Regions from separate parts of the Mus musculus genome. Here region 2 is linked to region 1. The links are chromatin contacts, called in public HiChIP or PLAC-seq maps. All regions are on one chromosome and are shown on one strand. The core of a region is the stretch at or near the end of the contact, and the rest is flanking DNA. Distances in the headings are between cores, read along the strand shown. Region 1 has its middle 260 kb from the start of 7420700N18Rik. Region 2 has its middle 34 kb from the start of Gm26578.

What was found. HiChIP or PLAC-seq counts read pairs in DNA pulled down with a chosen protein or histone mark.
Region 2: a CTCF HiChIP or PLAC-seq map of the NIH/3T3 cell line shows a contact between it and region 1, with 7 read pairs. The contact joins two enhancer-like sites.

Annotation. Positions count from the first base shown.
Region 1 is chr8:31,626,881-31,629,872 of GRCm38.p6, reverse strand. No RefSeq gene overlaps it. Among named protein-coding and RNA genes, the nearest start is that of 7420700N18Rik, 260 kb to the right of the region's middle. Within about 2 kb of position 1,527, at least 25 of the 459 cell types and tissues checked have an H3K27ac peak or open chromatin away from gene starts, as enhancers often do. A contact at or near this core is called in the NIH/3T3 cell line, where this site is marked.
Region 2 is chr8:31,974,566-31,977,557 of GRCm38.p6, reverse strand. It overlaps a transcript of Nrg1 not described here. Among named protein-coding and RNA genes, the nearest start is that of Gm26578, 34 kb to the left of the region's middle. Within about 2 kb of position 1,562, at least 17 of the 459 cell types and tissues checked have an H3K27ac peak or open chromatin away from gene starts, as enhancers often do. A contact at or near this core is called in the NIH/3T3 cell line, where this site is marked.

The DNA of each region.
Region 1 (2,992 bases), core at 278-2,777:
CTCATCAGGAACTTGGTGAATTCAGAACTGAATCAGATGTAACTTTATTTATTCAAACCATAAATGTGTCACTGGGCACATTACAATACATTGGGAATGCATTTATTAGTCTTCCAAGTGAGTATATGTGTCAATGGAAAAATCTCCCCCCCCTCTCTTTTCCCCCTCTGAGTGTATGTATGAGAGAGAGAGTGGGGAGAGAGAGAGGGAGAGAGTGAGGGAGGGGGGAAATAGAGAAAAGTTTTAATGTAAGAAAGGGAGAAAATTTCAAATTAAATTGAAAATAAAAGAGAAGCAGTGACTTATTTAATGTACAAGGAACCAGAGAAGTTGGTATTAAAACCTAGCCAAAGAGCCCAGCAGACAAAACTGCGATGGGTTGTCACTGGCAGGCATTACCAAAGACACAGAGTTGTGAGGACCCCAGTATTGCCGATCAGAAAATGTTTTAGTGTAACTAGTTTCAAGAGCAATACAAAAAGCTGAGAGCATATTCTAAAGATTTTTTTCCCCTCACAAATATCATACATTCTTTAACCAACGCAAACGATAAACATTTATCTGGCAAGAGAATAGATCAATAAATACTAACTAGTAATGAGAACAAAAAATTCCTTCTGTTCTATCAGTGTGGGTGAGCCACTTGGCTATTGATGATTTGAGCAGGAAGAATACATTACAGAAAATGTACAAAGTTCAGTTTATTTATATTTATATAATGTGCTTTTATTTAAGTCAATACTATGTACTATTTTGCCCCAAAATGCCTCTGAATAGAAAATGTGTGATTAAGCATAGAGTTTGTTTCTAAGAGTCGGGGGCAAAACATGTGAGTTAGCATGGACAACCTTCAAGTTAGTGGTTTGTTCTCTTCTTCTGTTAGTGCTAGATGTGATGTTGTTATTTATATGTCCTAAATGTTCTAACTAATTTCCACTATATTTTTTATAACGTGTGTCATATGGTACACGTTCTGTCACATACCTGCAATCTCAGCACTTGGGAGAGTAGGGCAGAAGGATGTTAGCTTTGTGGCCAGTCTGAGCTAAACAGTGACATCCTATCTAAACGTTAAAAAAAAAAAAAAAAGGGTGGGGGAGGGGAGAAAGGCATGCCTAGCTGAGACACTGACTTTGAAGATGGAAGCTGAAATTCTGCCTATGGTCCAGGACGGATATTGCTGAATCTATTTAAGGACTTAACATTAGTCCAATTTTCCTATTTCCTGACTTGATGATGATGATGATGGATGGGCTCAAGGCTCCCCTGGACTCCTTCAAATCCTCTCGAGATGAGTCGTCTGCATCACAGGATGCTCACCCCTGCCCCTCTCCAATACAAAATCAATATGAATCTGACCATGGATTGTGTATCAGGTAGCTCCTGGCTGCCTGCCGCAGTCTACCGCTCTCTCCTATGCAGCATGGCCATGCTGTCTTTGAGAGCTGTTTCTGTCCAGGAACAGAGTCAGATTTCTCATTAGTCTGTGAAATAGCTGATGGACTTGCTGTATTCTCAGCTGAAATTCCCAGCACTGGCTGAGTCATGACTAAGATCCTGTTGAAGCCAGCCTGAGCTGCTTTCTCTGTTTATGGCCACAGAGGGATAAAAAGCAAAAATCTAAAGCTTACCATTTGGAGTCAGGCTGCATTTAGATGCATCCACTGGTCCTTTGGTGCTTGATCATCTGAAGGGTTGTTGGAGTGCTCTCTACTTTTAATTATAAGCCATTGAAATCCACATAAGAATTATGACTGAAACCAGGAGCCTGGCGTTATAACAGAATCAGAATTTTTGTGTTTTTCCGTGAAGGAAGCAAGGAAGTGAGAATCACTCAGTAAGTTCTGAATAAATCATGTCCCTGGCTCCAGTGCACAGGGACCCAGCATTTCCTCTGTGAGGCCCAGCTGATGGACCTCTATAAAAATCTTAGCAGGCACTTAGGGCTCAGCAGGAGCTCTGTTGGGATGAAATCATGGAGCACCAGAGGACAGCACCCCATCCCATCCCCATGGCAACTGTCAATCTCTTAGGAACAGAGATGATGTCTAGGGTTTGTGTTTTCTCTGGAGATGGCCTCTGGGAATGAGAAGCCTTATTAAATTTCAAAGATCCAAGTACTGAGATGCAAGGGAGGTTTTCTCTTCTTATGTACTGGGTAGGGAATCTTCTTATTGGGAAACAAACCTTAGCTGACCCGATAGGGGTTATTGGTGGCCATATTTTGCTCCAAACTTGGAGATAATGAATGAGGGAAAAGGAGAACGAGAGATGAGCCCTAGAATCCATCCTATGTGCATCCACTGAGATGTAAGCCAGGCAGTATATGATCTCACTTCCACATCCACAACTTTTTCCTGTTGTTCCGCCTGTCCCACCACAACAGAGTATATTCTAGACTGTAAACCAAGATGAATCCTGTCTCCCTTAAGTGTTTTACAGCATCAACAAAGTAACTCACTTAATAAAATTCCCACTTCTGTTTGAATGCACATGACACACTAAGACACGGGGCTCTAAGAAGTAATGAATTAACTGATCTGTGAATTCTGGAATTGACATCTTGCATCTGCACGCAGTACCCAGTGCACATTAACGAGAGGGTGAGAACTGCTAATACTAGACAGGTGGAGTTAGGATTCTTAGTAGGTGGTCAAACTCTCTGGCCAGAGAGATGAAAGTCCCTTTCATGTTTTTCTGCAAAGAGCAAAAGACTCGCATGTTGAAATGAAATAATCGCCTGAAGAAGGAGCTACGTTAAGGGACCAAGACGTTTTTGCTAAGGTCACAAATCCCAGAAGATCTTGAAGTTCAGATGAGGTCACACTCTGATCACTTGGGTTGTATATAAAATTGACTTTATTACATATAAAAACCTACAATTTAAAAAACCACTGTCAAAACATAGAAGACATATTTAATTGACATGTTTTATATTTCTAATACCTTCAATACATCTTGCCTTTATTGCATATAATAATACATGTATTAT
Region 2 (2,992 bases), core at 313-2,812, 350 kb before region 1:
TTTAAATTCTACTAGAGGAAATTCACAGACCAACAGTTTTCTCCATTAATTTAGTTAATCTCTGCAAATCTGCTATTTCTTTTGCGCATGGAACCAGGGATGGGACACGAGGATTCTTACTGACAAGACAAGCTTTGCACTATGCTGGCCCTCAGGCTTCTAAAGGAAGCCAAGTACCCTCAGCAGCGCTAACTGTAGGCTGGAAGCACCCCATTCCAGGCAGGACACAGCCTCTGAGTTCTTGCCCTCAGCGTGTGTTTGGTAAACCCACTCTGCAGATCAACATGAGAAGGTGACATCCTGTAAAGCACCTGTGCAGTCACAGAGCCTTCGCTAAGAGATGAAGAACTGAAACCTGGGTCTGGCTGGCTGGTCCCGAAGCCTGCAACTGTCAATTTCTTCACCTCCCCACCCCGTCAGAGGCTTCCTGATTCACTTTCCCGTATAGCCTTCCAGAATAAGCGCTTTCCAAATCATACTTGTTATGCAAAACTTCATTTCCCGTTTTATTCTAAAACTGTTTGCTTAGAATGCCAAAAGTTCTCCATGAATTACAGTGTTCTGTAAATCTATTAAAAAAAAAAAAAAAAAGACTTGGTTCTCTAAAGACCCCAGTTGCTTCCCACTCTTGTCCCTTAGGATCCCACCATCTTTGGATATTGTTCCTTTTGTCTGTTTTAGTGGCTTTTTAAAATAATTGACACCTCTTCAACCCTCATCCTTAAGAATTTCTATTTAAGAAGCTTTGTCCCTCTGGACTTTCCCGTGGAGGTAGACGTAAAATGGTCAGGCTCCTCTCTGTTCAGCTCTCTGAGGGCCATTGGTAATGGTGGGAGGCCAAACAATCTTTAAACACTCAGAAAGTGAATAGAAAGCCTCCCCCTTTCAATTGTAAAAAGGAATATTGTAGTGACATCAATTAACTAACCATCATTTGTATTGAACAACAAAAAAGTAGCTAAAATGGTAAAAAATTACCACCCCCAAATCCCAGTAATGTACTGGAATGAATATAAAGGAGATAAATCTTAGCACAATGATGTCATGTTTACCTGGCTTTCAAGTAAGAAGTGCATCAGAACTTGCAGAAAGAGAAAGGGGGAGGGAAGAACGGGAGGAAGAAGAGGAAAAGGAGGAGGAGGAGAGAGAGGAGGAAGAGAAAGAGAAGGAGGAAGAGAAAAAGGCGGAGAAGGAAGAGAAAGAGCAGGAGGAAGAGAAAGAGGAGGAGGAAGAGAAAGAGGAGGAAGAGAAAGAGGAGGATGAAGAGGAGGAGGAAGGAGAAGGAGAAGGAGAAGAAGAGGCAGCAGCAGCAGCAATTACAAGAAAAGAAAGAAAAAGCCCAAATATGACAATAATTTGCTAACTACATCTTCTGTCATATTTTTAAGGCTAGGTCACAGGTCTATAACAAATAAAGAATAAAATCTTGCTTTGACCACAGAAACGTTAAAGAGTTTTAAAGCTTACATCAACAGAGATTTGCTAGGCACCCTTAGGTGAACTCATCCCTGGGGCATGCATCCCAAGTAGACAGCCTGCCCAGAGGTCTGAGATGTCTTCATTGAGCTGAGCCAGAGGGTCTCTAATTGGGGACAGCTGTGGCCACAGCCCTAATTAGCCAGGCCTGTTGAACACTCATCCGAAGCTGTTGGCAACCTGGCCAGGACTTCATCCAGCGTGTTGTCATGGCGTGTTGCCTTTACACCTTGGCAGCATGACATTGATCTGTTAGGACTCTTTTATTCCTGTGTCCTCACTGAGGGGTTCTCGCATTTCAGTGAGCACAGCATAAGAGAGAGCTCTTTGGCCCTTGTGGCATGAGGTATGTATGACAGATGGGCAACCACGCAGTCTAAAGCATTTTTCATTTTTATCATAGCAATTTCAAGTATTCCACTTTCTTTTATTTTCCCATAAATCATCAAGGTTGCTGAGAAAATGCAGGAATTGTGCAGATCTCCTTTGCTCCCAGATTCTCTTTTGTGTTTGAAGTGAGTACAGAAATGATCTATCACGTGTTATAGTCCAGAATTCTTGGGGAAAAATATTATTAAATCCTTTAATTCAATCTTGAGGACATTTTTTTTAACCATAAAATATGAAGTTTTGCAAAGAATGGTTTTCATGCTTGGTCATTAAAAGCAAGGGCTCTAGGGTCCGGTTTGTATGTTCAGTTCGGGGATCGGGAGGGATGAGGCTTCAGAGTGGCAGCTGTGTGATGACAAGCAAGTTGCTCTTTTTCTCGGTTGCCATTTCTTCATCTTGGTATAAGGATAGTAACACTCCAGCCCAGAGATTTGTTATGTAACAAGAGGCAATGAGTATAAAGCTTAGACCTGAGCCTGGCACATAACAGATGTTCAATAAGCTATTACCATTCTAAGGGGATTTATTGTTGAAAGTACAAAGAGGAACTTATTTAACACCATTTCTTTTGCTTTGAAGTTGCTTTGAGGAATACTGTAATAGTATCTTCATGCATTTATTCTAAGTGAACTACTGGATGTTTTGAGCAGTTCTAGTTGTGAGGTGAGTTGTTCAGTACATACCTATAATCCCGGGTTGGCAACGCAGGAGGCTCGTGGCTTCAAGCTATAGAGAAGAGAAGGCTGGGTAATTGCAACAAGCATAACAACACCAATTTTAAGTATGAAAATTGCTCTTATCTGTAAATTCACATGCATTTTTTCCCATGGAGAAACGGCCAGTGTTATAAATCTCTTGTAGATGGAGATGTGATTCGACTTTTATAGTTCATTATAATAATTTAAAAATTATTGTAGCTGCTATGAAGTGAAATTTATATGACCTTTACTGATTCTCAGTTTACTGTCCCCTTCCCCTCTTTTTCCATCTCCTTCAAGCCTGGCACATGTGGCTTCATGGAAAAAATTGTGCTAAGTTCAGTAGTAGTCATCAGAAACTGCACACATGAAAGATCAAGCTGCAATTTCTTCACCAGCAGGTGGAAATGGCGAGCATCTACCTGTGT